Linked DNA regions of Mus musculus: regions 1, 2, 3, 4, 5 and 7 are each linked to region 6. The links are chromatin contacts, called in public HiChIP or PLAC-seq and Micro-C maps. All regions are on one chromosome and are shown on one strand. The core of a region is the stretch at or near the end of the contact, and the rest is flanking DNA. Distances in the headings are between cores, read along the strand shown.

Region 1 (3,818 bases), core at 61-2,560, 980 kb before region 6:
GTTGGCACTACCAGACAGCAGCAGAACCTCGAGGAGGCAGAGTCTGCTACAAGGAAGCTTCTGTCAGTAACACGTGACCTAGAAGGAGACACTGGGCCCTCAGCCTGTGTCTCTGTGCTTCCAGGATGCCAGGAAGTAAGATGACCTCTCCCATCATGGTCTTCCCCTCTTCAATTTTCTCTTCCACCGCTCTCTCCCGCCACGACGAGCATAATGACCACAGGCCATAAGCAAAGAATCCCACGGCTGAGCCCAAGAAAATCCTTCCCCTTTAAAAGCTGACCATAGCAAGAAAGGCCAGCAACACTGACAAAATGCTGCAGGAACCCAGAATTCATATTTTTCAATCTACTTATTTTATACACAGGAGTGTTCGCTTGCATGCACACTGTACAATATGTGCTATGTGTGCCTGGTGCCGAGGGAGGTCAGAATACAGTGCTGGATTCCCTGAAACGGAAATTATGGACAGTGGGGAGCTATTAGGGAATTGAACCCAGGTCCTCTGCAACGAGTGCTGTTAGCCACTAGCCATCTCTCCAGCCTTAGAATCCATACTATCAGATCTATGCGGAACCCTCTTTGCTTGGCAATCGATTAACACACCTGTTTCTTGTGGACCGCCCAGGCAGCCCAGAGCTTAAAGAAGTGAGTATGTGTGGTCGGCAGAGCGGGAACTTCCGGCACTGTTTAAACACCAAGGCTATTTGATAACGGTGAAAAAGGACCAGCTGCTGTATGTCGACTGCTTAGGTTAGTCAAGGGAAATAAGTCAACTAAATGAATTGCCAATATGCAGAATATTTTACACAATTCGAGAAGGAGCTGGTGTCACCCAATTCAGACTAAATTTCATTTCCCGATAACTATTTAAACAGTCTGGATGTTATTTAGTTTGGACAGGCGAAGGTGGGGGCGGGGGGCATCAAATTTACTAAAGGTCTAAAACTGGTTTTTAACAAAGAGGGGGAGAGAAAGCGAGAGCATGGCGGACAGCCTCCGCTCACATGGTTCAATAGCAGCTCCCGGTGCATGGTACTGGGATACCATGGATACCGGGAGAGGGGTTGCGTGGTGAGCATCCAAAGGGAATGCATGGTGCACCCGGAGGAGGGGTGCGCGGTAAGCACGGGAGGAGCCAGCACCAGTACCCGGTTTAGTTTTCATGATCCCCATGAGAGGATCCACTTTGGGATTGGGTCCGGGGGCTCAGGAGGGTCAGGCTTGGAAAGGCCCCACAGAACCCTGTCCCGCTTCACTACGCCCCGGAGCCTACCTGGCGACCACCAAATCCGGCTCGCATTCCAGGACGCCTGCGCGGCCGGAAGCGGTCGGAGACGAGCGTGAGGCTGCCTCCTGGTGGCCGCCTCTTGCCTTACAGTGGACGCCCGCGCCAGCGTAGGCGCGGTCATCCATACCCTGGTCCTCATTTCCTCTAGCCAAACTGGTGAAGGCCAGGCTGCAACAGCAAGGTTGAGCCTGGGACTGGGGACCTCAGAGGGGCTGCTTCCTGATCTACAGCTCTACACTCTCTGCAAAGCGGTGGCTGCCAAAGAGTGATCCTCAGAAAAGCAACACGAGCAAATCGCAGAGTGAGGCTCAGTGCACTGATAATGCCTCTGGCTTTGAAAACTATGTGACTTTGGAGCTTTGGCCTGAGACGCCAAGCTGCGCGTCACAGATTTCAGGGCCAAACCTCAAGTCATGCGAAGGCTGGAAGGTCTCAGCGTGCTACACTAGTATTAGTACTGGAAGTGAAATGGGAGGGGTAAGGTTGGGAAATGGAAAATCAGACATATCATCTACTTCTAAACTGATTTATTTTCCAGATTTGAAATCAAAACATACAGTGTGTGGGTAAAAACAAAAACCATCTATGTTTATTATCCAAACTCTAAGCATGCTAAAGAACCCAGAATCTTGATCTAGGAAGCACTAGAGGAACCGACAAAACTCCCTTCAAAGAATCCCTGTAAGCAACTTTTGCTTCTCAGACTGACAAATGCGTTTGTGTGTGGTGTGCCAGAGAACTCAAAGGCCAGGAGTGATAGATAGACTTGCTGGTAATTGTGGTCCCCCAGATACCAATGCTATATGAACTAAACTCAGGTTCTGTGGGGCCATCTCTCCAGCACCAGGGCTATTTATAGTAGAAAATATACCTGGATGTATAACAGCAAGTATTTCAGAAATAAATTATAGGCATTATATAAAAAACACCATTAAGAACACTGTTTAATGAATAGTTTCAGTTTGTGAAGCTTTAAAACTTCTGGTGATGATGGAGGTAATGGTTGTAAAATAATGTGAATATATTGGATGCCACTGAAATAAACACTTAAAAATGACTCAGATACGGGCTGGAGAGACCCCCTCAGTAGGTAAGAGCATTGGTTGCTCTTCCAGAGAACCTGGGTTCCTGGCATCCACTTGGCAGCTCACAACCACCTGTAACTGAGTTCTAGAGGATTAGACCTCCTCCGCTTCTGCCCTCTGAGGGCACTGCACACACGTGGTGCTCAGACATATAAGCACGCAGAACACCCAGCCACATAAAATAAATTCCAAAGCAACCTGTTACAAAAGGACTAAAATCAGGAGGTGTGTTATATAGAGTTTGCTATAATAAGTGATGATGCTGCAGGGGGCCACAGAGATGGCCAGCAGGTCAGCGTGCTTGCCACCAAGCCTGACCATCTAAGTTCAGTTTCCTAGGACCCCTCCTAGGGGAGGGGAGAAGGATTCTCACCATGTCATCCTTAGATCTCCAAATGCACACGCATGGACACACACACACCAAATAAACGTGACATTAGGTGATGCTGTGATGATGCATCCTGACATGAAGAGCTATTCATGGCACATGGATGTAGTGCTTTTGATGCTAAGCATCCCGCATAGGTCCACGTGGTCCTCTGCGGGGCAGGCTGCTTTGGAAGTGGAGCCCTGTTAGAGGATGCGATTCCTTAACAGGCCTTACTTCCTGTTCACGCTCTGTTTCCTGGGTCTGAGTGCCAATCTCCCATGGGGCAGCCATCAAATCACTCACTGTCTGCTGCTGTATCCGTCTTGAAATGATAGCCTGTGTGCCCTTGGCATAATGAAACAAAGTAACAAGTTGCTTTTGTCAGAGAATTTGATTACAAGGTGAAAGTTAACTAAGACAATGGCTAAGGGTGGGAAACAATCCCATGCTTTAAAAATGTTTTTAATGTTGTGGCACCTGGATCGACTCCAGGAGCCCATGCTATCCTCACACCCCGGAAGCCAATAAAACAGTGATTTCAACAAAAGATGGGGAGGGGACTTCCGAGAAAGATGGGAAACTTCCATAAAGCACAGCTTCAAAATCCAAGCAAAATTAAGGGTAGAGCTATTTGTGTGGTCAAGGAAGACTGGCATTTGGAGCAGCATGGATCTGGTCAGGGGATGTCTGCTCTGTTCTCCCCTGACCTAAATTCAGTACGGCTAAAACCTGGAAGTCCTCTAGTTAACCACGGAGCAGCAAAGAAGACTCCTAAGTCAGGAAGTAGAGGAAACCCTCATTTCTGTGTTGTTCTATCCCTGTTCTCACTTCTGCCTTTTCCTTATTTATTCCCAGCCACCTGCACCACAGTAGCATATGTGACTGCCAACCAAAAACTGCAGGACCAGAACACAGTAAAGCCTTCCTTTCTACCCAGTGGAAATGGACTCTGAGGAAGCCCAAACCAGCTCGCCCTGCCTCCCTCCCCAGGCCCAACCTGCTTCATTGCTATAGCACGATTGTGGACGTAGGCAGATTCTTGTCTGTGTGTGTTTTTAAAATTATTATTTTT
Region 2 (4,167 bases), core at 164-2,663, 690 kb before region 6:
AAATGTAAATAAAGAAAATATCTAATAAAAATAAATAAATAAGAAGTCTATGTAATGGTTAACTACTCGTTTTTCATAATCTGCTTGCCCAGGAAAAAATTCCTCAGTCCCATGGACAGGATAAAAAACACCACCTACCCTGACCCAATTCCATCCAACACAGTCCCTTCTCACCTGGGATTGGAATCACTCTTCCTCTGGACATTTCCCATTGACTTTGAAGATCATGGGCAGGAAGAAGTCTTAACGGAGAACAGGTTCAGATGGAAAGGCAGCCAAGGCAAGAGTGTTTGTCCGACTCTACACTGCTAGGAAGAAACAATGGAGACAAACCACCTGAGGAAGGACTTATTTCAGATCATGGTCTCAGAGGTTTTACCCCATCATGTAGAGGGAGTGTGACAGAGAATCTCAGATCATGGCAGCAGGGAACAGAGCAGATGGGAGTCGCAGGAAGGAGTCAGGACAAAATATAGCTCCCAAAGATATCAACAGTGATCTACTTCCTACCACCTGACCTTCCACAGTTACATTACTTTTCAATAGTTCGTCGAAAATATAAACCCTTCCACATGTTAAACCTTCATTAAATCAGATCCCTCCAGTAATCTCTGGAGATGATCTCTCCTACACACCCAGAGGGGTTCGTAACCAATCCCATAGCCTTTGCTCGGTCCACTCAAGTTGACAACATTATCGCTTCCAGGATGTGAAAACGTTGGAAGCGAAGACAGAGAAAAAGAACCCTGCCACCAATGTTTGTTATATGTGCATCCGTGGAACCTCATTAAATGCTGAGCAGCACACACGGACATTTTGAACCTGTTTTGTAAGTTGAAGAACCCAATGGTGGCCAACTTGTTCATGGTGATAGCTGGTGTAGTTACAATGTTTTAAACCCAGCCTTGTTTTCCAAGTGTTTGCACTTTCCTTAGATCCTATACTGTGTATCACATCTGTGATAAATCATTAAGCACAAATTAATCTTCACTTTGCTCCCCGGAAATTTTTCTAGGCTACATCTCTCTCTTCAAGTGAGCAGAATGCATCACGATAATTTGTTTTGATTTTGATTTTGATTTTTGTAGACTTTGGTGAGTTTAGGTGTGAAGGACCTGTCAAGACCCCATGTCCAAGGCAAAAGCCAAGGCCAAGTCTAGTCAGTGAACAGTCAAAGTGGAATCTAAGGCCCTGTAGTCAAGGAATGGCAGCTTTCTGTCAGGTAGTCAGCCCTCTGGCTGTTTCCACCAGGAAAGCAACTCCAACTCATTAGACTGAATATATAGTAGGGTCAGGAAAGCTCTGGCTTAATGCTTGTTAGGGCGAGGCTCCCCCAGTATGACACTAGTGCTTTTCCTGTAGACACGGCTGCCCAGACTCTACTCCAGTGACGAAATGCCCCGGGGCCCTATCTTGCCTCTGCTGGTTTTGCAGAACAGGCTAGTGTTACCCAGCAGCCGAGTGGGGCTGGAAGTGTGAGGCTCTAGACAGGGCTGAAGTCTGCATTCAGAGCTGGTTCTCCCTCAGTTTCCCTGTGAATAGTATTACACCTCCTTCCCTCAATATCTATGTAGTGTGTTAGAACTGAAAAGGACACTCTAGCATAAAGAAAAGGATGAGATAGAGGTGGGCTGGAGAGATGGCTTGGCTGTTAAAGGGTAGGTTCACAATAGAAAATACAAGGATAGATGGAGACACCAGTGGATGCATACATGTATGTGAGCAGAGAGAGAGGCACTTAGCTAGGCCAGTGGCGGCGTTGCTCAAGTAGGTAAAATATTATCCATGGAGTCTTTTTCCAAATGGGGAGACCACTTCATCCGAGTCCTTCTCCCCATTCTCCTCTAGATTTTAAGCCCAAGTCCTCATCCTACAAAACTCTTTTTTAAACTCTAGAAATTCTATGCTTATAGAAACGTTCAGTGTCTGTGCTGTTATACACGGCAGTCATGTGGCTGTTGAACCAGTGTGATGAAAAACGGAAGTCTTAAATTTTGTTTCACTTTTATAAATTCTAATGTAAACTCGGATGGCCATACGTGGCTATGGCTATTGGACTGCATGGCTTAGTGTACGTACTCAATATACTCTATATCCTCTATATCCTCTGTATACTGTATATACTCTGTATACTCTACATACTCTATATCCTCTGTATCCTCCATATACCCTATGTCCTCTATATCCTCTGTATACTCTATATCCTCTGTATACTCTATATGTCTATATCCTCTGTATGCTCTGTATATCTATATGCTCTATATCCTCTATATCTTCTATATCCTCTGTATACTCTATATCCTCTGTATACTCTATATACTCTATATCCTCAAGCTGCATAAAGACAGCAGCTGGATTCATTCAGCTTGTATCTTCAGTGCAGTCCCCGTGCCTGCCACATGCTTTTCACTTCAATGTTTCTTATCTGATCGAATGAAGAAAAAGAATAATTATATTGAAATGATCCTGTGAGACGAGGGAAAGAATAACTCCTTGTTTGAATTTTATCTTCATCCCTTACTAACTGTGCAGATGCTGCAAGTCGTAGTTTTAAATGATGTTACGATAATAACCTTGACAATAGTAATAGCTACCAGGTGGGAGATGATCAGTGTGTAAGGTATTTTATGCAAAGTAACTTAAGTGATCCTTGCAATAAGCCTGTTTTTCATTTGAGGAGACAGACCACAGGGAGGTTAATGATTTCAAACTGAAGGCCGTGACCTGTTGCTGGCTGGAAAATTAAGTTGCTCTCAACCTGTCTATGTGTACAGAACACATGTGTGCTTTTGCATGTACACACACATACATATGTGTATAAACACATCTATATGTATGCAAATTACATGTGTATGTGTGTGTGTGTGGTGTATGCTTCTTATTCAACATTTTGAAAACCAGTGGTCGAAGGAATTTTGTCAAGGCTGTTCAGCTTGGAAGCAATAGGTTGATATTTATACCCTGCAGCTGACTTGAAGTTGCATGCCTGAACTATTGTGCTTTTCAGCTGTAAGGGTTTGGGAGGCCCACAGAGTTAGTACAGGACAGACCCAGACACCAAGTTCTTATCACAAAGGAGGAGCTGGCTTGGGGTGAGACTTCCTCTGAATCAGACAGGAGTGAGTTTTTAAGGAGCAAAGGAAAAGTCTGTGCTGGGTGTGTTGGTATGACCTTATTGGACAGGTTAGCCAGTGTAGACAAATAATGAATTTGGATTGCTGGATGTTGGTGTTTAGTCTCAGGAATTAGTGGCCGAATATGGGAATGGGCCTTGGGGACTAGCTTTAGGAATGTAATCTAATGGTTTGTAGAGGGAGAGGGAAGTGAAAAGGGTAAGACCTATTTGTAATGCTTGGCCTCTTAGGTAGCCTTTCCTTAGAGATCCATGGTTTTGTAAGAAATTCATTTAGACTCTGGAAAGAAAAAGAAAAGAAAACAAACAAACAGAAACTGAATCACACCTAAACCTTAAGCACTGGCTTTGCAGAACGGGCTAGTGTTGCCCAGCAGCTGAGCAGGGCCGGGAGTGTGAGAGGCTCTAGACAGGGCTGGAGTCTGCATTCCGAGTCACTTCGCCCTTAGTTTCCCCGTGAATAGTATTACATCTGGCTATGGACCAAGGAAAATTGATCTCAACTTAAATGTCTCTTCATCAACCTGAAGGATTCTGCTTTGGCAAGGATGCTGCAGCTCATCAGCCGTCATTTGCGTGCTGACTATACAGCTAGGTGGCATTGCCCACTTGTTTTAAAGCCAAGTGGGACCATGCACTGAGTTCAGGCCATGGGTGTGTGGGCAGGAGAGTTGCTCACCACTTCTAGGGCTGGCCTCTAATGCCTCAGAACTTTAGAATCTCTGTCTGCCCACAGGCTGGGTGAATAGAGAATGTCATCCCAAGAGGATGTCTGAGCCACAAGACTGAAAAAACTTTTTCTTTTCTTCTTTTTTTTTTAAAGCCACACCCTATAATACTCTTCATTGGGATCTAGTAGGTGACGATGAAAATCTAGCAGTGGGGCAAGAAATCAAAACAAAACAAAAAATTAAAACACAACAAAACAACCAACCAACCAACCAACCAACTTCACGCAGCTACTCTTAGGCAAATGTGCTGGATCTGTGATAACTAAGGATACTTTGGAGACAGAAGAAAAATCACAGATGCCT
Region 3 (3,833 bases), core at 283-2,782, 960 kb before region 6:
TTTTAGTAGGAACTAACCTTTTAAACTCAAATTAGGACTGGGGATGTATCTCAGGAGGTAGAACACAGGCGCAAAGTCCTACATGTGATACTTCAACACTCCCCCCAAAGTCCAAGGAAGCATTATGAGTTATTGTCACTACAGAGGGACTTGTTAGGCAGAGGGAGGGCCTGGCATGTGGAGATGCCTGCCTAGCATGAGGGAGAGAAGGCTCTGGAATCTGACAGTTGCCTAAGCCAGAATATTAGCTTTACAACTTCCTGTGTGAAGTCATTAATCTGCCTGGATGTTGGTTTCTTCATTTATAAGATGAAGATAATGTTACCAGTCAACTTTGGAAGGCAACTTTGAGAAGGAATAATTTTGAGTACTTAAAACCTGCATAGCATACTGTATGCATGCTAACAATCCAGGGAACAGTCTCAAAACAACAGTATGACTGCAACAACTGGCACTTCTGGAGACTTCCATGAACTGCTCAGTGTGGCCAGCCTTGACTTACATTCTTTTCTTCTTCTCTATACTAATCAGTTACTGACAGCAGACATTTGTGGTACGCAGTTAACCTTGAAATTGCATCCCTTATGTAAGAATATGGGGAAAAGAATGACCTGCTAATTTTATATATATATATATATATACATATGTATGTATATATGTATATATATATATCCTATAGTTTGGAGAGAGGCACGGCAAACACGGTCATTTAGTTCTTCGGAAATCAGCCATCCGAAGAACATAATTCATAAATCAGAGGAAAGTTCTGAAGCTATGGGACCCCACAACCAATCTCAAGTCATCCAACTGCAGAAACCTCTATAATGCCTTTCACTCATTCCTGAAAGCCTGGCAAATGAGTCACCTAAAGGGTTTAGGTAGAACTACAAAAAACAGTAAGTACTTTTTGACAAGGAACTAGGGGACATGGAAAGGAAGACAGAAGGGATGTGCACAGTGGCCAAGATGAAGGAAAGGCAGGAAAGTTCTCTCCAGGCAGCAGAAGGCACGCAAAGGCCCGACAGTGTTTGTAAAGAGCAGATCTGGCCGCTTAAGTGACATTATCCCATAGCGAGCTGTCAAAAGGGCGCCTTTCGGATGATGCACGGCTCTCAGCAGGGCAGCACTGCGGGACCACGGAAGTGTCACCGCACCCTAGCTTCAGAAGAGCGCCGCCGCAGCCTGCGGCCACCCGGGGCTGCGCGGCGCGGACTCGGAGGGCGCCCCCGTCCGCCGAGCTGCGTCGTCGTCGCTCGCACTCAGCCCCGGGCCTCTGGCGCCGCGGCCCGCAGGAGGGCGTTACCTGTACAAGACATAGGTGGGCGAGTCCAGGCTCAGAAACCCGTCGTCCATAGGGGACGCCGCCGCTTCCCCGGCCTCAGCCGCCATCTCTTCTTCCTGCGGCTGCTGTGCTGGCGGCGGCGGAGGCGGGGGCGGCGGCTGCTCCGGCTGTCCCGGCTCGCCGCCTGCCGCAGATTCCCCGACCCCCTCGGTGGCCGCCATCTCGCCTCCGTCCGCAGCAGAGGTGGTGGTGGAGGCCCCGCCCCCTCCGCGGCCCGCCCCGCCCCCGGCGAGGCCCACTTCCGGTTCCTCGGGTCCTACCATAGAGGCGTGGGGTAGAGGGCCCGGCCCGGAGGCCTGGCCTGAATACCTACTGTCCTCGCTGCTGTGTTTCCAGGGCCCCCTTCCCGAATGCAGGTTTTCAGAGGCCTTTAGGTGCTAATTGGCAAGCAGTGTTATTAGTTGTTGTTTCCTTTGTTGGGTAACTTTTCTGTTTCCTTGCTTTTGTTTCTTTTTCAACGCTTAGGATGGAACCGGAAGACTTGCACATGCTAGGCATGTGCTCTACCACTGAGTTACATCTCCAGTCCCCAGCGGCCCCCTTCTTTTGGACCATCTTAGGAGTGTGAAGAATTGCAAACGGTGCACAGCCAGCCACCTCTTTCCCCCCTCAGGCTTCCACTTTAACCTTAAAAGGGTCTTTACATTCTTTCACACTTTACATGTTTTTCAGTGCTAGGCGTTTATATAATCCTATAATAAAATAGCAGCATTTTATTAATCCGGGGGGTGTCTTTGGAATTAAATTTGGATCTGTGCAGAACTCCTTTCTAAATATAGAGAATAGATATATTCAATTAACAAATATTTACTATACAATAGGCACCAGGTTCATTCGCAGCAGCGCAAAGACCATAGTGTCTGGTCACCATATATTCTAGGGAAGGTTCTTAAATCAGAACCGATTGAGGCAAAGTGGGAATAAAAGAGACAAATGTCTTTATAAGCATACTGTCCTTTAATTAGAAAAAAATCCAAGGATGGTCATGGGCCTTGGAGGTTTTATAGGGTAGAAAAGGGACTTTTGGGATTCCAACAGAGGTCGGTATGTGATCTTAGCTGAAGTTTCCCCACATCCTAATAGCCCACAGGTGTTATCAGTCAAACCAACTTTTCTGTGCTGAGTTTCTCAGTGCAGCTGTGCTAGTGATCAAACCCAGGATTTAGAAATGCTAGTATTGGCTGGGCAGTGGTGGCACATGCCTGTAATCCCAGCACTTAGGCAGAGGGGCAGAGGCAGAGGCGCAGAGGCAGAGGCAGAGGGGCAGAGGCAGAGGGGCAGAGGCAGAGGGGCAGAGGCAGAGGCAGAGGCAGAGGGGCAGAGGCAGAGGCAGAGGGGCAGAGGCAGAGGCAGGTGGATATATTATTTACTCATTACCTTGTGGTTTGTGTGTGTGTGTGTGTGTGAGAGAGAGAGAGAGAGAGAGAGAGAGAGAGAGAGAGAGAGAGAGAGAGAGAGAGAGAGAGAGAGAGAGAGAGAGAGAGAGAGAGAGAGAGAGAGAGACTGAGACTTACCTGCCAGAAGGGAGCCCACCTTTGGGGGAACTTAAAAGAAATTCCCTTTGTTCTCTGGATTCTCCCTTAAGACCTTCCATAGGTTGGGAACTAGGGTGGAATGGATTTGTATTTTCCAGTGCAGATGAAAGTTCTGTTTATTCGAAATGTATTCGGTAAGTGTCCACAACAAAGGAGCTCTTCCCCTCACTCAGTCCGTATCTAACAGGATCCAGCAGGCACACAGGAGTCCGAGGGAGAGGGGTCTCAGCAGCCGGGACTCTGAGATGACTAGGGGGAGGCTATCCTGTCCTGACTGCATTTTACTTTGCTTAGACAGTTCTCAGCCCCCTACCCTCCTCCCTCTAATGGTCACATCTGCCTTGACAATATGTTTGGGATTTCTATGGCCTAGATGTATCAGTCAAAGTAATTAGTAAACTGAAATAACTAGAAATGTCAAAAATAATTGACATGTTATATCTAAAATAATTACTATGCTCTGCCAGGAATAAATGTTTTAAGATCACACTGACTCCCATCTAACGTTGATGTAAACTAGTCTTTGCGGTTTCTGTCTTTAAGAGCCCTCTAACCCTAGCATGAGCACCAAGAGATTTCAGAGGCATAAGCCTGCTCTTGGTCTGACATCAATAAAAAGGACTTAAAACTTGTAAGTGGCTTACTCGGCATGATTGTTAAGAAGTATCTTTCATAGATCACTGCAGTTTGGATGAGAATGGCCTCCAGAGGCTCATGTTTGAATGCTTCCTCCCCAGTTGGTGGAGCTGTTTGGGAAGGATTAGGAGGTCTGGCCTTGTTGGAGTAGGTGCGGCTTTGTTGGAGGTATGTCACTGGTGATGGGCACTGAAATTTCAAAAATCTCACACCAGGCCCAATGAGATGGTTTGAATGAAAATGTACCCCCATAGTCTCATTAGGAAGTGTGACCTTGTTGGAAGTATGCCACTTGGGGGTGGGCTTTGAGATTTCAAAGT
Region 4 (3,751 bases), core at 1,097-3,596, 560 kb before region 6:
CAGCCTGCTTCTTATAGACCCCAGAACTACCAGCCCAGGGATGGCACCACCCACAATGGGCTGGACTCTCCTCCACTGATCACTAATTAAGAATGCTCCCTACACATAAACATTCTGCAGAACTTTGGGCTCAACAGAATGAAATAGTGAAATAGTCACTGAAATAGCCAGTTTGAGATAGGCTGTGATACTGCTTGGAGACTGGCTAGAGATATCAAAAGAACAAATAAAATTTAAATGTGATCGGAATGCTCTATCTCACTGTATTACAGCCCTAGCAAGTATGATTGGGAAAAGGTTGACATGCATTTGTTGGGCCATCCTAATTCTTCTCAAACGATTTATGACTTACAACAAGAGATTGAGGAAATTTTTACCAAAAGGTTGTTGTCTGATATGACTGGAATAGATGTTAGGGAAAGCATTGCAGATACTTTAGCCTCTTTTAATCCTATGCATCATTTTAATAGAGTTCTTGTTCTAGCGATTGTTAAAAGGAAAAGAAAAAGGAAAAAAAAGTGCTCTCCAGACAGATCTTAAGGAGGCTTTTTCTCACTTGAGGTTCCCTCTTCTCGGATGACTTTAGGCGGTGTCACATTGGCATAAAACTATCCAGCGCACTACCTCATTGTATTATTGCTTAAATGAAACCGTTCACATCACTTATTCAATATAGTAGCAGATATGCTGCACAGACACTAGGTCTTCTCTTCTGCTCTATCTTCCAACGGTATGAATTGCTTTTTGTAATACATCTATTTTATGGCATTCTGTTTAATGTTTGCCTTCTTAAGATGCCAAAATTGTACATTTGTCTTATTAATTTATTCTTATAAGGGCCCAGCTTATCTCAGGCTCTTTATAAAATGTATGTATAGCTTAGCTGTCATATCTGCCAGCTATCTGATGCCTTTAATGATTCCTAGGACAGCTGCTGTGATCAGAATGTGTCCACTTCAAAATCCAGATGCTGACAATGGAATGGCATTCAGGCGAGACCATCAAGAAGTGATTAAGGCACAAAGGTTCTTTTGTTCCAAATAGGAGCTGTCAAGGGGTCCAAGAGATGGCTCCTTAGTTAAGAACACTGACTGTTCATTCAGAGGACCCTGGTTCAATTCCCAGCACTCACATAACATCTCACAACTGTTTGTAACTATAGTTCCTGGGGATTTGATGTCCTCTTCTGGCCCCCTAGAGCATTGTGTGTACAAGGTACACAGATATTTGTAGGCAAAGAAAACACACACACACACACACACACACACACACCAAAACAAAACAAAACCAGGTAAGTGGTACACAACCAGGATTTAAGCAACCTTTGTCCCTTTCCTTTTTTGTTCCCTTCAGAGGATGTAACAAGATGCCATCTTAAAAACAGATGCAGACAGTCAACCTGCCAGCACCTTGGCCTTGAACCTTGTATCTTCCATGGGAACTATGGGAAATAAATGTATACTCTTTACAAATTTCCCACTGCCGAGCATCTTAATGACATTAACAAGAAAGACTCAGAAAACAGCCATATCATGGGATTGGCATAATTTTATTTACAAGTTTTAGAATCATCACAGAGGCTAAAAGTGAAACAAACAAACAAACAAACAAACAAACAACAAAACCAACAGTTCCAGTAGCTTCTAGCAGTGAAAAATCCTTTGTACCCTAGCGAAGCATCTATGTGCTACTTGAACTGACTCTTAGATTTGAGAACACCCACAGAGTAGTATATTAACCTGGGAAAGTCTTACTGGATTTCAGAAGGAATAGGCTTCTCTTTTACTGAGAGAGATGATTATTTACCATGTCTGAAGGGTGGTTGGGTGGCCGTGGGAACGTCTAAAGATATACGAGCAACTCTGACACTTGCTTTTGATCCTCAGTGGACTCTGTTAGAAGCTTACCTGAGTCGTTTCATTGCAGCATCTCTAGCTCATTGACTCAAAATAAAGAGGGGCATGGACATGATGGGAGACGCAGAAATGAAGGCTAGAGAGAAGTGCATGCCTTCTGCTTAGTTAGTTTTACTTATCAGATAAGAGGTAAGATTTGAGTCCTGCCTGTCTCACAACACTGATACAGAGAAAAAAAAATTATGAGGGTGGCAGGAAGGGAGGAGGGAGGGAGGGAGGAGGGGAGGAGAGGAAGGGGGAGCTGGATGGATCTGGATTGGCTGCAGCATGAATCATTAATTTTCCCAGGAATGATCAAGAGTGTCATTAGGATGCATTAAGCATCGTCTAACGGAGTGCGGGTGTAGGGAGGAAGACCGGTTCTCTCTGCGTTATTGCATAATCGATGTGGATTACTCAAAGCTGCTCACAGAATCTCCTCACTCCATTAGCACAAGACCTGGCTCAGTGCTTCACCCCTTCCTTGAGTCTCTCCTCTGGGGATGGAGACCTACTGCACAGAAGAGAGAGCCCCAGGCTTTTCATAACTGCAACCCTGGGCTACCCAGTGCTGCTGACTTGGGGTGGGGTTGGGAGAGACATGGGAGAGCCCTATCTTTGTTTTATCAACACATTGATTTATATCTGGAAGCTAGGGTGCCTTTCACCTGATTCTTGCCTCCCTCCTTCTTCCCTTCTTTTTCTCAATTCATTCTATATAGGACCCTTGTCTGCCTCCTTCAGAGCAACCCTCTCTCCTCCACCCCCTTGAAGGCTTCACCTCTCTCCATCTTCCCCCAGTTCTCCATCTCATTTTCTGTCCCTTTAGATGAGGTCACCGTGACTGCATGAAGGACAAGAGGCTCAGGAGAGGTCAGGCATTAGCACAGCTATAACTGTTCAGCTACTGAAACTGGGCGAGCCCATCCATCACAGCTCCACCACTCCATTAGGCCTCCTGTGAAATATGCCCCGCTCCGAATCGCACAACCATACATCTCCCGGTCTAGACACCTTCCTGTTGTGTGAAGATCAATGCCGCACGGTCATGCATCATGTGTCATCCAGTAGCCGTCCGTCTAATAACCATGTCTATTCTCTAGTCTGCAGTATAAATTATAGCACCAGGGAAGTACTATATTATGCAGCAACCTTGGTTGCTAATGGATTATTGGGTTTATTGGTTGATAATGTGAACTCCCTCTCTTTCTTTTCTTTTTCCAACCCTTCCATTCCCCTATTTCTGGCTGAATCTCTCTTATTTATTTATTTCTCTCTATTTTTATTTTATTTGGTTCAGGTTTGAGTGATGGCTGCTTTAGGCTTCTGTCAACAGACTCCTCTATCAAACCTCTAAAATAGGCCCAATTAGAAAGAGCTCTCCAGTGGTGCCCATTAGATAATGGATTAAGTCCAGCGGTAGTTGTTTATCCTTCTATGTCCCCGGGTTTCTGTTTTGGTGCCTCTTAAATGAAGGGCAGCTGTGGAGAGCCAAGGGCAGACTAGGCATCCAGGAATTCCTCCTATCCCACAGGCTCGTCTCCAGTACACCCTTTGTGGTTCTTGTCTCATAGTGTTTATAGCCACTATTGTACTCCTGGCTCTCAACTTTGCCTCTCTGAGTAGATAGAGGGAAGAAATTTCTAATTATAGCAAAAAGTTCTGAATGTAAAAAACAAACAAACAAACAATGAACAACTCAAAAAAAAATCAGGGCATCCTGGGTATTATGCACTGCAGGCAGAAATGAGCAGGTCTCTTCTCTAGGTTAAGTTTGTATCTGGCAACAGCAAAGCCAAGCAGTAGATTTGTCTTTAATTTCTTCTACCCCTCTGCTTTCTCCCTTCCTCTTACCC
Region 5 (4,092 bases), core at 815-3,314, 860 kb before region 6:
CCCATCCTTTCAAAAGTCTTCCTGGTTTAAAGAATAATTTGAAACTTGGCTGAGGTGTAGCTCTGTCGTGTCACCTATCGCCGTTCTCTATCTGAAGCATAGCAGTGAAGTCTAGCTTCAGGCTTGAAGTTGGAACTTACAGAGCATGTTAACTATGCACTATTTCCAGTGATCTGAAATTACAAGAATGATCTAACACAAAACCAAACCATAAAGGTCTCCATTGTATAAAGGCTGCTTCAAAGGGCACAATCAGATTAATGACATACCCAGTTTATAAAAAAACAAAAACAAAAACAAAACTTCAAGCTGGGTGTAGTGATGCAGGCAGACTGCTACAAATTCAAGATCATAGTTTGAGGTCAAAATGGGCCACATAGCAAGATCCTATCTCAAATGCACACACATCTGTAGATTCTACTTTTCTTACATTTATTACAACCGACCTAAGTTAACAGTTCTCAAACTTCTCGGCAGTGTTCCTGCACAAAACAGTGATGGTTACCTTCCAGAGATCTGAACCTCTAACCTAAGGCACTGTTCAGTAGAATTTTTTGCTATTTGCATTTTACCTTTAAAGTGACTAAGACCAGGAGATGAACAGCTTAGTGGTAGAGCCTTCCCTTAAAATGCAGGAGGCCCAAATACTACCATCTCCCCCAATAAGCAAACAAAATTAACATGTATCACAATAGCCACTGTAAATGTATCTGGGTTCTTCTAAAAAGGACAGCTAACATTTCTAGCAGTAAGTAAAATGAATGTTCCTGGTTTATCCCATGGCTCTGCATATATGCCTGGACCTACCTCCAACCAGCATATGAAAACCAGAAACAAACACGGTTAACTGTCCAGCTAATGAAAAGGGCCGTTTAAGCCATGACTATTGACAAAATCCTGCATGTTTACTTGAAAATTCGATAACCTTAACCCTCATCAATTCCAAATTAGAATCTCATGGTGCTTTAAAAATGTGTTTCAGTTCCATTACGAAATCCCTCAATTTTTCCAGTTCAACATTTTTATCGTTGGTTCCTTTTATAGGTACCATCACATCGTTTATAACAGTCAAAATGCATCTCGCGTTTTAAATGTTTTGCCTCTGAGTGATTCTTCATGTTTTGTCTATCCACCCTGCCAATGTACTATTTTCCAATGGGCAGGGCTTCATCCATCCCTCAAGGGGCTACACTCCATCCTGGCTGAACGCTACAACAAAGGCGAGCAGCATCGCTTAACTAGGGGGTCCCGACTGCCTCTACCGGGCGCCCAGGCAGAACCAACGCTTTGGATCACTGGGAGCTTGGGAGCGAAACGCCAGCGCCTCATCAAGGCAAACAGTCCTAATTACAGTGTCGCCTGCACCCCATCATTAGCCCCCACCGGGCAGGTTTCCTCTCGGACAGCAGCCAACATCTCAGGCCGGACAAGTTCCTCCTGGACCCTGGGCCCAGCCTGCCTGAGCCCGGCCTCTCCCTGCTGACCCTGACCCGGCCGCGGGTGTAGACGCGGCCGCACCGGCTACTCAGCTCCGCCCGTCCCAAGCCCCGGATGTGACGGCAGGTCGCCCCGGGGCGTTCGCCCCCCGGGACGAGCACCGGTGTCCGCGAAAAGGTGGCGGAGCTTTCCCACCGGCCCGCTGCCCACCACGTACCCAAGTGAGCAGGCTCTCGCACAGCTCCACCCGCTCCACAGACTCCACGTTAAACATCTTCCTGGGGTGGCCGCAGCGTCTCCCTTCAACCAACCAGAAGCCGCGGCCGCTCGGCTCGGGGTTTGAGTCCGAAGGGGTCAGGCAGCAGACCGGGCGTCTGGCGGACCTTCTCTTCCGTCCGTCCGCTCCCGGGGCGCGGACGCTGGCAATCGCTCCGCACTGTCACCAGCCCCTCCTTCCCTCGCTCGGGGCCGCGCACTCCCTTGCGCGCACCCGGCGCCGCCAGCCCACGCCCTCTTGCGCGAGCGCCGCGCCCCGCCGCGCCGCGTAGCGCGAGTCCCGAGGTCCGAGGGCCACTGCGCACGCTCGCGCTCGCTCAGCCCCGCCCCTAGAGGCGCGCTCCCAGAGCCAGTCCAAGGCCCGCGGGCGCGCGCCCCGGCCGGGCCCTGCGGTGGCGGCCGGTCTGTGTGTCTCTCCAGTCCGCTCACCCTCGCCGGGGCTCCGCACTGCGCGTGCGCTGACGCCGGCGCTCTGGCTTAAGAAGCCGCCTGTAGTTTGCACGGGAGGAGTAGCTAGGTAGTCCCCGGAAATGAGCTCTATGCCGACCCGCCGACTGGCCCGGTAGTTCCTCGGCCGCGACGAGGTACGCGCCCCCCTCTCCGGCCGCGGGCGTGTGCCAGGCCACGCCCCCGCACGGGCGGGCCGGGGACCCGCGGACTGCGGGACTCGGCGCGGTGGCGGTGGGGGGAGCTGCGGGACCGCGCGAGGGTAGGCTCCGCGCCCACCGCTTCCCTCCGGAAGCCGGAGCGCAGCCTTCCCTGAGTCGCCGGAGCCTGCCCAGAGTCTCCCTCCGGGCGAAGGTGGAACGGCTGACGTGGGCGCGTCTCGGAGGCTGGGGGCCGGTTTGGCCCGGCTGTGGGGAGCCCGGCGTTCCTCCTTGGAGCCCCCTTCTCCCACAAAAAACTTTACCCAAAGTGACAGAGGGTGGACGCCAGTTCCCCAGTGCGTAAGGACCCTTGCTGTTCCTAAGGCCTGCTTCTTGTGCTAGGAGTTGGCTTCATTGAGGTGCATCCTTGCCCGACTTTCGATTTTTTTTTTTTAATACAAGCCTTGTAGAAGGTTTCATATACGTTTTTAAGTCGCATGCAGAACAGTGCGTAGCAGTACATGTTTGAGGAATATTAATAAAATGAATTGCCACATTCCCAAGAGTTCTTCCATCCATACCATCTCTAATCTGATTTTTGTGATAGGCACTTACTTTATTTTAAAAGCTTTCCCTTTTAGCTTTTTAACCAGATGACTATGCATGTAGTATAATTTTCCTTTGTTTGATTTTGAACTTTTATGAATGGATATGTATTGTGGCTTTGGCTTTTAAATAATATTAAATTATCTGCAAAAATCCCATGATTGTCTAATATCCTATTGTGTGACTACAGCCTTGTACCCGTTCTACTATTGATGTGCACTTTGTTCCAGCTTAGGGCGTCTAAGAATAATGCTATAATAAACAGTCGACCTTAATGCAAAGATATTGGCGTTTCCAAGACAACAAGATACAAGATATATGCTTTGGAGTCCTAGGAGAATCTTGGATTCAAAGGTATGCATAACCACCAGATCATGCAGTCTTTGATTAGCAGTGCCTGGGAAGAAGTTATCTTCCCAGGGCACACCTTCACTTTTTTTTTTTTTTTCTTCAGTTCCTGGGGACTTCTTTCCCATTTGAAGTTGGTTTTCTCGCTGAGCTTTTAGGATTTCAAAAAAACATTGAGTTTTTGTTTTGTTTTGCTTGCGTGGTTGGCTGTGTGTGTGTGTGTGTGTGTGTGTGTGTGTGTGTGTGTAGCCCTGGCAATTCTGGAACCTGCTCTGCAGACCCGGCTGGCCTCAAACTCAGAGATCTGCCTGCCTCTGCCTCCTGATTGCTGGGATCAAAGGCTTACCACCGCTGGCAGCATTAAATTTTTTAAAATGATCCTTTTATCGACTACTGCTTGATGATCACATGTAATCGATCGTTTCATAGATTCGAAAAATCTTGGGCTGAGGAGGTAGTGCTAGATTCACTACCCTAGCAAACACCAATCTTTGGTACCAAAAATAAGCAAATAAATAACTGTATCTGAAGCCTTCTCAAAGGTTTTTCCTGCGAACATTCTTCTTAACAGGAGCAGAGATACCTTGAGAAATCCTAACTTTGAATCTCCTGTTCTTATGGTATCTATGTGGGTGCCTCTGGATCTTTGTCAGACTAGAGGTCCAGCATTCCATGCTGAAATGTTTCTGTAGAACCGGTGTCACCTTTCAGTGACTAAAGCTGATTAGGTAAACAGATAGTAAGTGTAGATTACATTGACTTCGGCCTTGCCTTTAGCTTCACGGCCACAGGTTTTAGCCATTTGGGAGGGACTGTGGTATCTGTAACCACTTGGGCT
Region 6 (3,775 bases), core at 676-3,175:
CAATGACCATGAGGTCAGAAGGCATAGGCTGGCATGAGCTGAGCTTATGGGAGTTGCGGGAAGAGAGTAAAACTTTGTACTATAAAATAAATGAGAAAATCCTCCTCCCTTCCATTCATTCTCTTGCCCCTCCTGCTGCAATATGGACCATATCATCAGAGTCAGGGCATCTCTGGCTATTCACTAAATTTATAAGATCTAAAGAGAGGGAAGGGACAGTCGGGTAATTTCTGAGAAACCTATGCACATTTATTTATCAAACCTTGTGGCTCCAGGGAGAGTTTGAGTTCTGTGTATGACGGATGTGGCCTTGGAAGCTGCCTGCCGCCTTCTCTCCTGCACATCATGAAGTTCATGATTGTTCTATGATTCGCTCCTTCCGCTCACTTTGACGACCCCTTTGGAATCTCTTGCTCTCACGTTGTGTTGAGTCAATGATATCAGAGTCAGGGAAAAAAAAAAAAAAACAACCGTGAGTCAGCATCAGGCAGTCAGAACCAGATAGTCCTGGGTAACACTCCTACAAAGTCAGAACTTGATGGTCAGAGTGACTGACAAATCACGACTGGAAAAGGGTATTCAAAAGGAACAGCGACACCAGCGCGCCTCCACTGGCCACTGAGGGCACGCAAAAGTGGTCACTCCAGAGCTGGGGCACAAAGGACCAAGCTCAGTCGATTGAGCCAAGGATCTAGAACTTTATGGTCAGGACCATGACTATGTAAAAATCTCTGCCAAGTGTAAATACGTACTTTTTCCGGAAGGCTTGGGGGAATCCGAGAGGGTACTGTTATTATTAATAAAAAGGTCTTATTTCGAAATTTCGCCGGAGGGGAAACCAATGGGGCAGTCTCTAGAGTTTGTGTCGTCCTGCAATGCTGAGACCCCCCCCCTCCTCTAGGACATCGGCCTCTACTTTGATGCTACCTCCAACCACGTCGCCGCCAAACGGCAGCTCAGCTCGTCACAGCACAGTGAGGTAGCTTTATGACTTTAAACGGGACAAGAACCCTGAAACACACCAAACACGATCTATAATTCAGAGCGCCCCTGGGGGCGTTCCAGGAGCTTTGAGGTGACGCTTCCTGGCCAGGGAGCCAAACCTTCAACCACGCTTCACCTAGACCGTCTCACCGGGAAGGGAGTCCTTCCACTTCCAGTCTGACTGGACAGGCTCAAAGTAGTTGGAAGGGCTCAGGCAGCGCCCAGGGAATAGTGGATGCCCCCAAGGCTTCGGCGCTTCCAAGTGAACACATCCGGGAGAGGCCAATTAGGGGAAAGAGAACCGGCCGAAGCAGCTCGGAGAAGCTGCCGAGCTCCCGAGGCGTAGCCCGCCCCCCGGCGGTCCCGGGGAGAGGCTTGGATCCTAGGACCGGAGCAGGCGCCCTGCGTTCCCACCCCGGTCTCCACCCTAGACACTAGTGGGAAGCAGCAGGCAACAGGAGAGGGCACAGAGCCCGTGTCCAGAAGTCCCGTCCCTTGGGTGACCCGTGGGCTAGGGCAGCCGGGCACAACCCGCAAAGGGGAGCAGATCCAGCGCTGGGCGAAGGCCGGGAGGCGGCGACCGGCTAGGGCGCTTTAAGACTCTCCCCGCCCACCGGCGGCGCCCGCCTCCGCCCTCCGCTCTCCCCGCCCCGGGGTCCGGGAGAGAGCTGCGATTGGGCGGGCGCGGCGATCCCTTTGAAGTGTGGCTGCAGATCGCGGCTATTTGACGTGCAGCTCGCGGAAGGCGAAGGTTTTTGTGTTGCTCGCCTGGGCTAGCTGCGGCGGCGGCGGCGGCGGCGGCGGCGGCGGCGGCGGCGGTGGAGGAGGGGAGGCGGCACGGAGGCGCAGCGGCTGCTGCACGGCGTTCGACGCAGCGGAGCGAGCCCACCCGCCCCGGGAGCTCGCCTCCCGGAGCTTCCCCTCCCTCCCCGCCCCCCCAGTGGCACTGCCTCCTCCAAATGAGCGATTCGCCCGCTGGATCTAACCCAAGGACACCCGAAAGCAGCGGCAGCGGCGGCGGCAGCAGCAGCGGCGGCGGCGGCGGGAAGAGGCCGGCGGTGCCGGCAGTGGTGTCCCTCCTGCCCCCGGCGGACCCCCTGCGCCAGGCGAACCGGCTCCCTATCAGGGTCCTGAAGATGCTGAGCGCTCACACCGGTCACCTCCTGCACCCGGAGTACCTGCAACCGCTGTCCTCCACACCCGTCAGCCCAATTGAGGTCAGTCTCCGGGCGCTGCCCACCCAGAACTGAACCCCACTCCTCCACCCATGCTGGGCCCATGGCTCTGCTCCCTCCACCACCCCCCACCCCACCCCACCTCCCGTAGCGACGCGAGGCCCGAAGCTGGCCACGCAGGCGGACCTCCTGAGGAGGGACGGAAGGCAGGAACCAGACACCCCCCTCCCCGCCCGCCCAGGTTCTCCCTAGACTCATGGGTGGAAGGGTTTTGCCCAGTCGCCCTTTGGAGCTGCGTGTTTTCTAACCGACTGGATTTGCTCTTATGGTGCCCAGAGTCCTTTACTTTTCCTCTGGCCCCTTAGAGTCCTGTCCAAAGACGGCTTCTGGGCCTCCCTCGCCTCCACCCGGTGTCCCTCTGCATCTTCCCCCGTCTGTTTAGGGGCACAGTGCAGACAACCAGGCACTCGGGATCCTGGGTCTTTCTTCATCTTACTTCTCTGGGTGTCCTCCCCGGGAGGGAGGGAGAAAGGGAGGGAAGGAGAGAGGGAGGGGCTACTCACAGGGCCAACTGCGGCTCTGCCTTTAGAAGGCGCCTCTCCCTGCTCTTACACCGAGCGCCATCACCAGAAACCCGTCCCAAACGAAGTTCTCCCAAACTAAAGGCTTAAGTTTTTCCCTGGCCCAAAAAGATGGGAAAATTATCTGGAAAGGGGCGAATCACCATCCGGATTACAGAGAAGTCACCTTTAACCGGGAGGGCTGTGGTTGAGCCATTTCTCCTGCGCGCCAGCGCCCATGTCACACTCGGGGACTAACCCACAAGGCAAGTGTCATTCCGCCCAGCTACTCGGCCAGAGCCAGGCCCTCCTTCCGTGACCCTCCTCGCTCAGCTCCCTTCGCTCGCCCACAGTGCTCGGCTCAGCTTCTCCGCGCGCGCTTAGTGAGTCTCCCAGTCTCACCCCCTTCTCCCTCCCCTTTGCCACTGTCTCCCGCAGCTGGACGCCAAGAAGAGTCCTTTGGCTCTGCTAGCCCAGACCTGCTCGCAGATCGGCAAGCCCGACCCGCCGCCCTCATCCAAGCTCAACTCCGTAGCGGCGGCGGCGGCCAACGGGCTGGGATCCGAGAAAGACCCGAGCCGCTCCGCCCCCGGCGCCGCCTCCGCGGCCGCGGCGCTCAAGCAGCTGGGGGACTCCCCCGCGGAGGACAAGTCGAGCTTCAAGCCCTACTCTAAGGGCTCCGGAGGCGGCGACTCCCGCAAAGACAGCGGCTCCTCGTCGGTGTCCTCCACCACCTCTTCGTCCTCCTCGTCCCCCGGAGACAAGGCGGGCTTCAGGGTCCCCAGCGCCGCCTGCCCTCCCTTTCCCCCGCACGGGGCATCGGTCTCCACCTCATCAAACTCGTCTTCTCCCGGCGGCTCCCGCGGAGGTTCACCACACCACTCAGACTGCAAGAACGGCGGCGGCGGGGCCGGCGAACTGGACAAGAAAGAGCAGGAAGCCAAACCCAGTCCCGAGCCAGCCGCTGGGAGCCGAGGTAGCGGCGGGGACTCGGCTCACGGTGGCCCGGAAGCCACCGCATCGGGGCGCAAGTCAGAGCCGCCCTCCGCCCTGGTG
Region 7 (3,960 bases), core at 1,185-3,684, 740 kb before region 6:
AACTCTGGTAATACGATGGTGGGAATATCACCTGCAACCATTTCCTCTGGAATTACAAATCAAATTAAAACCCTGATTTTTGGTAGACGGTGTTTGGCTCTTGGAAGGAACGCTGTCAACCTAGATGAGAAAAATTTATTTAAATATGTTTTTATGTTTATATACAAACTTACATGTACTGCATGCTTTGTTAGGTAAATAGTTAATAGTACGATTACTTATGACTTTTTCAGACATCCCTCCTTTCTCCATCCTTCTCCCTAATTGGAGTCCCCCTTTTCTCTGTTTCCCCAACCTAATCACTTGTATCCTGATATGTCTCTTCCCCACCCACCTACCCCATGCTCCCCTTTCACTTGTTTAGTTTCTAAAGTTATGGGCAGGATCTGTCCTCACATCTGACGATTTGGAGCTAGGAACCTCCAAGGAGAAAGAACATGCCACATTTGTCTTCCTGGATCTGGGTTACTCAATATGATCTTTTCTAGTTCCATCCATTTACCAGGCCAGCTCCTGGAGAAGAAGCCTATAGCTTTTTTTGTTTTGTTTTGTTTTGTTTTCCTCCTTAGGATGCTTTCAATATGTGAGTTACAGAAGATTATCTTCAAGTTTCCTTCAAACCTATAGACTAACGACTGCCCCGCCCTGCCCCACCTTGGCTTTAGATTAGAAGAACATATTGAGAGAGAAGCAGGGTCTGTTCAAGGTGGAAACCCTCTCTTTGCCCCTTCTCTATTCCTCTTAAGCATTTGATTTAATAACTAACCCCATTAGATGGGTAACCAGTTCCTATGGAGTCGAAGCAAACAAATCTACCAGTTGGACTCCCCAAGAGCTTCCAGCTGTTTGACCACACCTAAAGTGTATCGGAGAGTAATTCCCACTGCAAAATTGTGGTTTTTCTTCTCACCAACAAATGGGAAAATACCTACACCTTGGTTTTGTTGGGGATGACTGATGTTTGGTACCAGGGTCTAGAGCTGGGTTGTCAGATCACGTGACTGCTGACCGCAGCTCCTCTACCTTGTATGGGATTGAGGAACCAGATGTCACAGGCACGACACAGATCTCTGTGATTGCCAGTGAGTAATGTTGGGAAAACGAAATATATTCCCATCAACTCCTTGTAGTTTTTGCTAGGATGGGAAAATGCAAAGTTCTTAGGACAAAGAGGTAAGGGAGTCATCTAGGCTTTGGTGACAAGAGCCATCTATTCAATGCATCCCCGCTTAGCAGCTAGCCTAACTCAGCACCCACACTTTTGGGCTGTTCTTCAAGGCAGAGCTAATACAAAGTGCTTCACGAATGTCAGAGGGCTACTAATAGCTAGAGGAGAAGGAATGGAAAGTATTTGAGTCCCGGAGTGTATTAAGGCAGTGTCCCAGAGATAGAGAAAAGCGTAGAAATCCATCTGGGATGCTCCACAACTCTTCCGGAGAGATTCATTCCGATGTTGGGGCTGTGGGGACAGAAAAGAAGACTCTCCAAGGGATCTGTAAGAGCACCAGGCCTCCTGGACATGTCTATGGGAAGCTTGAATGGTTTCCCGTAATTCTCTAATTACTACCCTGTCACACTGCAAGGGGAACAGGTTGGCAAACCTAAGTAGTGAACTAAATAATCTGTGGCATAATCTAAATATATAACGGTAATTAAGTCTGACAACTTAATTTGCTACTGAAATTTAAATGTACAGTAGCAATCTACAATTAAGCAATCTTTTGTAATAACACCCTGCCACCCTGGAAAATTTCAGGTGTAATGCTGTGTACTATTAGGTAGCAAAAATATTGACACTGGTAAAGCATATCCGGGCCATGGTCTGACATTTATTCAAATTAACCATGGCTTTTCAAAGGAAGAGAGGTTGGATGGAAATTATTCAGTTGCTGTTGTCTGTCAGCATCTACTTCTTCAGACACTTAGAAGTCCCTTCTGCTGATGAGAGGGTTTCCATGCACAATTAACAATGGACTCTGAACGTCAGGTACTCTGAGTCCTTTCTTGGTTGGATTCAGTAGGGAGGGAGAGGTATCTTGCACTTTAATAGAGGGATGAGTGTTACCCTAAAAAGGGCTTGAGTTTAGAAGAGGATGCTGGTGGTCAGAATGCTGTCTTGGCCAAGCTGTGTAAGTGCTTTCCTCATTTCCTGGAGTGATGTCACGGTATTGTTTAGGGATAATGTGGCAGTTACATCATTCTTCCTGCCTGACCATGTTTATTGCTCACGGACACTAGAGGGGTAGCTTACCAAAGTCTATCAGATAATCTCACTTCCTCACTTAAACTCTGTAATGTTGACCCATTCTAGGAACATCATACAGGGGATTGCAGGTCATAGGAAATTGGACGTTTTAACCTAGTTCATTCTGTTTAGGCTGACTCATTCCTGCCTTGGCGTTCTTACTCTGCTTGCTTGAATAGTGTTTCCTCATTCCTTGTTCCTCATGGCAACCAGCTGATAGCACCTTTAAGATTGTCTTCTTTCTTTCCTGTACCAGTGACTACAGTTTAGAAAAGCCTGAGGCATTCCAGAGAGAGAGGTTCTAGGTGGTGTGTGTGTTTTCTCTCTCTCTCTCATTCCCTCTCCCTCTGCTCACTTCCTCCCTCTCTCTGTCTCTGTCTCTCTCTCTCTGTCTGTCTCTCTCTTTCTCTCTCTCTTCTGAGGAGCACAGTGAAGATACAAACAAGTACTCCTATCCAGAGAGGATCTTGGAAATCCTAGAAGAGGAAGACAGCTATTCATATACTCTTGACAAACAATGGTCCTCCTCTATCAGGGAAGGTAGAATTCTTCAACCAAATGGGAAGATTCAGAAAGGATGCGCATGGAGCCATGAGGGAGGTAGGGAACCTTCCCTAGCTAGTCAGATCAGCCCAGTCAACCAAGCACTAACACCATGGGGTTATCTTAAGGATGGTGCCAGTGACAACGAGTAGAAGTTTGCCTCTTTTATAATTCATTTGAAGTAGTACTTAAAACACACACGCGCACACACACACACACACACACACCTACACACACACACATGCACTCATGCACATTTGTAAAGCTACACATGCAGTATACATGCATGCACGATTGCATAGACATGTGCACACACATGCATGCACATGTGTGAATGAAAAAGAAGACATGGAGGAAGCTGGCCCTCTGTATGGTAGGTTTCACAGCTAAGGACTGGCCCAACTGCTGATGGAAAGTATTCATGGAAAAAGTGCATTGATGCCGAACACGTACAGACTGCTTTCATCTTTGTCCTCTAAGCCACGATATTATAGCTATTTACATAGCATTTACATTATAGGCAATAGAAATAATCTAAGATAATGTTAAATGGGAGAATGTGCATAGGTTATATACAAATACTACTGCATTTTATGACAAGAGGCTTGATCATCCAAGAATTATAGCATCTATGGAAGCGTCTAGTGTCAGTTCCTGAAGATATCAAGGAAAAATCACCATGTAATTTTTTTTTCTAATTCGGAAAAAGATTTGGGATGAGACCTTCAAGTACCTTTGCTAAGATAAAGTGCCAGGTCACATGGTTTTCTTCTACCCCCCAATCAAGCCATTTATTTGCATTTATCATCTTTTATTCTTGTTATTGTCGTCTGCGTCTACAGAAGGCACTTCACGTGACTTTAATGAATGTGTTGGGAAAATAAAATATCAATGAGTCTCCAGCCACACTTAACCGAGTAAGTCGTGTTTTAAGGGGGTAAAAATTCAAGGGAGAGATCTTTATGATGCATAATTGATGTCCCAAGGTTCTTTTTGAGAATTCACAGTCAAAAGGCCTAAGGAACCAGAATGGGGCCCAGAGAGCTTAAGTGCTTGGCTAGATGTCACATCGGGCTTTTACCCAACTGGTGACATCATCTAGTGGAGCCTGTTCTCTCTGGGTGTCGGGGTGCAGGAATCATATCTGCCTTCCCTACCAGCCTGGGTTCCAG

Evidence for each region. Hi-C and Micro-C count contacts between places; a contact is called where the count stands out from the background. HiChIP or PLAC-seq counts read pairs in DNA pulled down with a chosen protein or histone mark.
Region 1: an H3K4me3 HiChIP or PLAC-seq map of embryonic forebrain shows a contact between it and region 6, with 4 times the contacts expected there. The contact joins the promoter of Pomk here to the promoter of Zfp703 in region 6. A contact is called at or near these places in 13 of 39 promoter capture datasets (the 3T3-L1 cell line, 3T3-L1-derived adipocytes, the C10 cell line and 8 more), 1 of 15 datasets of contacts at CTCF or cohesin (large pre-B cells), 2 of 484 Hi-C or Micro-C datasets (CD8 T cells and embryonic stem cells), 11 of 115 datasets of contacts at active chromatin or transcription factors (bone marrow-derived dendritic cells, bone marrow-derived macrophages, embryonic forebrain and 6 more) and 2 of 9 other capture datasets (adipose tissue and embryonic stem cells).
Region 2: an H3K27ac HiChIP or PLAC-seq map of acute myeloid leukemia shows a contact between it and region 6, with 7 times the contacts expected there. The contact joins the enhancer-like site here to the promoter of Zfp703 in region 6. A contact is called at or near these places in 7 of 39 promoter capture datasets (the 3T3-L1 cell line, embryonic stem cells, hippocampal neurons and 3 more), 2 of 15 datasets of contacts at CTCF or cohesin (the NIH/3T3 cell line and large pre-B cells), 2 of 484 Hi-C or Micro-C datasets (nephron progenitors and uterus), 22 of 115 datasets of contacts at active chromatin or transcription factors (the NIH/3T3 cell line, acute myeloid leukemia, bone marrow-derived dendritic cells and 15 more) and 1 of 9 other capture datasets (adipose tissue).
Region 3: a contact with region 6 is called in an H3K27ac HiChIP or PLAC-seq map of extraembryonic endoderm stem cells, with 5 times the contacts expected there. The contact joins the promoter of Fnta here to the promoter of Zfp703 in region 6. A contact is called at or near these places in 8 of 39 promoter capture datasets (the 3T3-L1 cell line, the C10 cell line, embryonic stem cells and 5 more), 1 of 15 datasets of contacts at CTCF or cohesin (large pre-B cells), 4 of 484 Hi-C or Micro-C datasets (CD4 T cells, CD8 T cells and embryonic stem cells) and 8 of 115 datasets of contacts at active chromatin or transcription factors (astrocytes, bone marrow-derived macrophages, embryonic stem cells and 5 more).
Region 4: an H3K4me3 HiChIP or PLAC-seq map of embryonic basal ganglia shows a contact between it and region 6, with 5 times the contacts expected there. The contact joins the enhancer-like site here to the promoter of Zfp703 in region 6. A contact is called at or near these places in 2 of 39 promoter capture datasets (embryonic stem cells and stem cell-derived epiblast-like cells), 1 of 15 datasets of contacts at CTCF or cohesin (large pre-B cells), 1 of 484 Hi-C or Micro-C datasets (bone marrow-derived macrophages), 19 of 115 datasets of contacts at active chromatin or transcription factors (T-cell acute lymphoblastic leukemia, bone marrow-derived macrophages, craniofacial prominence and 13 more) and 1 of 9 other capture datasets (embryonic stem cells).
Region 5: a contact with region 6 is called in a Micro-C map of embryonic stem cells, with 6 times the contacts expected there. The contact joins the promoter of Rnf170 here to the promoter of Zfp703 in region 6. A contact is called at or near these places in 14 of 39 promoter capture datasets (the 3T3-L1 cell line, 3T3-L1-derived adipocytes, the C10 cell line and 10 more), 1 of 15 datasets of contacts at CTCF or cohesin (large pre-B cells), 12 of 484 Hi-C or Micro-C datasets (CD4 T cells, CD8 T cells, the G1E-ER4 cell line and 5 more), 20 of 115 datasets of contacts at active chromatin or transcription factors (astrocytes, bone marrow-derived macrophages, cardiomyocytes and 12 more) and 4 of 9 other capture datasets (adipose tissue, embryonic stem cells, liver and 1 more).
Region 7: an H3K4me3 HiChIP or PLAC-seq map of bone marrow-derived macrophages shows a contact between it and region 6, with 8 times the contacts expected there. The contact joins the enhancer-like site here to the promoter of Zfp703 in region 6. A contact is called at or near these places in 6 of 39 promoter capture datasets (embryonic stem cells, frontonasal cranial neural crest, hippocampal neurons and 3 more), 1 of 484 Hi-C or Micro-C datasets (palatal mesenchyme) and 19 of 115 datasets of contacts at active chromatin or transcription factors (acute myeloid leukemia, bone marrow-derived dendritic cells, bone marrow-derived macrophages and 13 more).

What each region holds. Positions count from the first base shown.
Region 1 is chr8:25,992,811-25,996,628 of GRCm38.p6, forward strand. It overlaps Pomk (protein-O-mannose kinase), which reads right to left and starts at 1,311. Exons shown (of 5, transcript NM_029037.4): 1 at 1,277-1,311. It overlaps Gm31402 (a long non-coding RNA gene), which reads left to right and starts at 484. Exons shown (of 2, transcript XR_378826.3): 1 at 484-753; 2 at 3,602-3,818.
Region 2 is chr8:26,290,873-26,295,039 of GRCm38.p6, forward strand. No RefSeq gene overlaps it. Among named protein-coding and RNA genes, the nearest start is that of Gm31784, 20 kb to the right of the region's middle. Within about 2 kb of position 1,414, at least 1 of the 459 cell types and tissues checked has an H3K27ac peak or open chromatin away from gene starts, as enhancers often do. A contact at or near this core is called in acute myeloid leukemia, where this site is marked.
Region 3 is chr8:26,014,078-26,017,910 of GRCm38.p6, forward strand. It overlaps Fnta (farnesyltransferase, CAAX box, alpha), which reads right to left and starts at 1,533. Exons shown (of 9, transcript NM_008033.4): 1 at 1,304-1,533. The coding sequence starts at 1,503.
Region 4 is chr8:26,417,880-26,421,630 of GRCm38.p6, forward strand. No RefSeq gene overlaps it. Among named protein-coding and RNA genes, the nearest start is that of Gm31898, 20 kb to the right of the region's middle. Within about 2 kb of position 2,347, at least 16 of the 459 cell types and tissues checked have an H3K27ac peak or open chromatin away from gene starts, as enhancers often do. A contact at or near this core is called in embryonic basal ganglia, where this site is marked.
Region 5 is chr8:26,117,304-26,121,395 of GRCm38.p6, forward strand. Rnf170 (ring finger protein 170) reads left to right here and starts at 2,065. Exons shown (of 8, transcript NM_029965.4): 1 at 2,065-2,297; 2 at 3,137-3,260. It overlaps Hook3 (hook microtubule tethering protein 3), which reads right to left and starts at 1,921. Exons shown (of 22, transcript NM_207659.3): 1 at 1,655-1,921. The coding sequence starts at 1,711.
Region 6 is chr8:26,975,411-26,979,185 of GRCm38.p6, forward strand. Zfp703 (zinc finger protein 703) reads left to right here and starts at 1,926. Exons shown (of 2, transcript NM_001101502.1): 1 at 1,926-2,201; 2 at 3,158-3,775. The coding sequence starts at 1,944. Gm39150 (a long non-coding RNA gene) reads right to left here and starts at 505. Exons shown (of 4, transcript XR_001778540.2): 1 at 263-505.
Region 7 is chr8:26,237,522-26,241,481 of GRCm38.p6, forward strand. No RefSeq gene overlaps it. Among named protein-coding and RNA genes, the nearest start is that of Gm31727, 27 kb to the right of the region's middle. Within about 2 kb of position 2,435, at least 45 of the 459 cell types and tissues checked have an H3K27ac peak or open chromatin away from gene starts, as enhancers often do. A contact at or near this core is called in acute myeloid leukemia, bone marrow-derived macrophages and trophoblast stem cells, where this site is marked.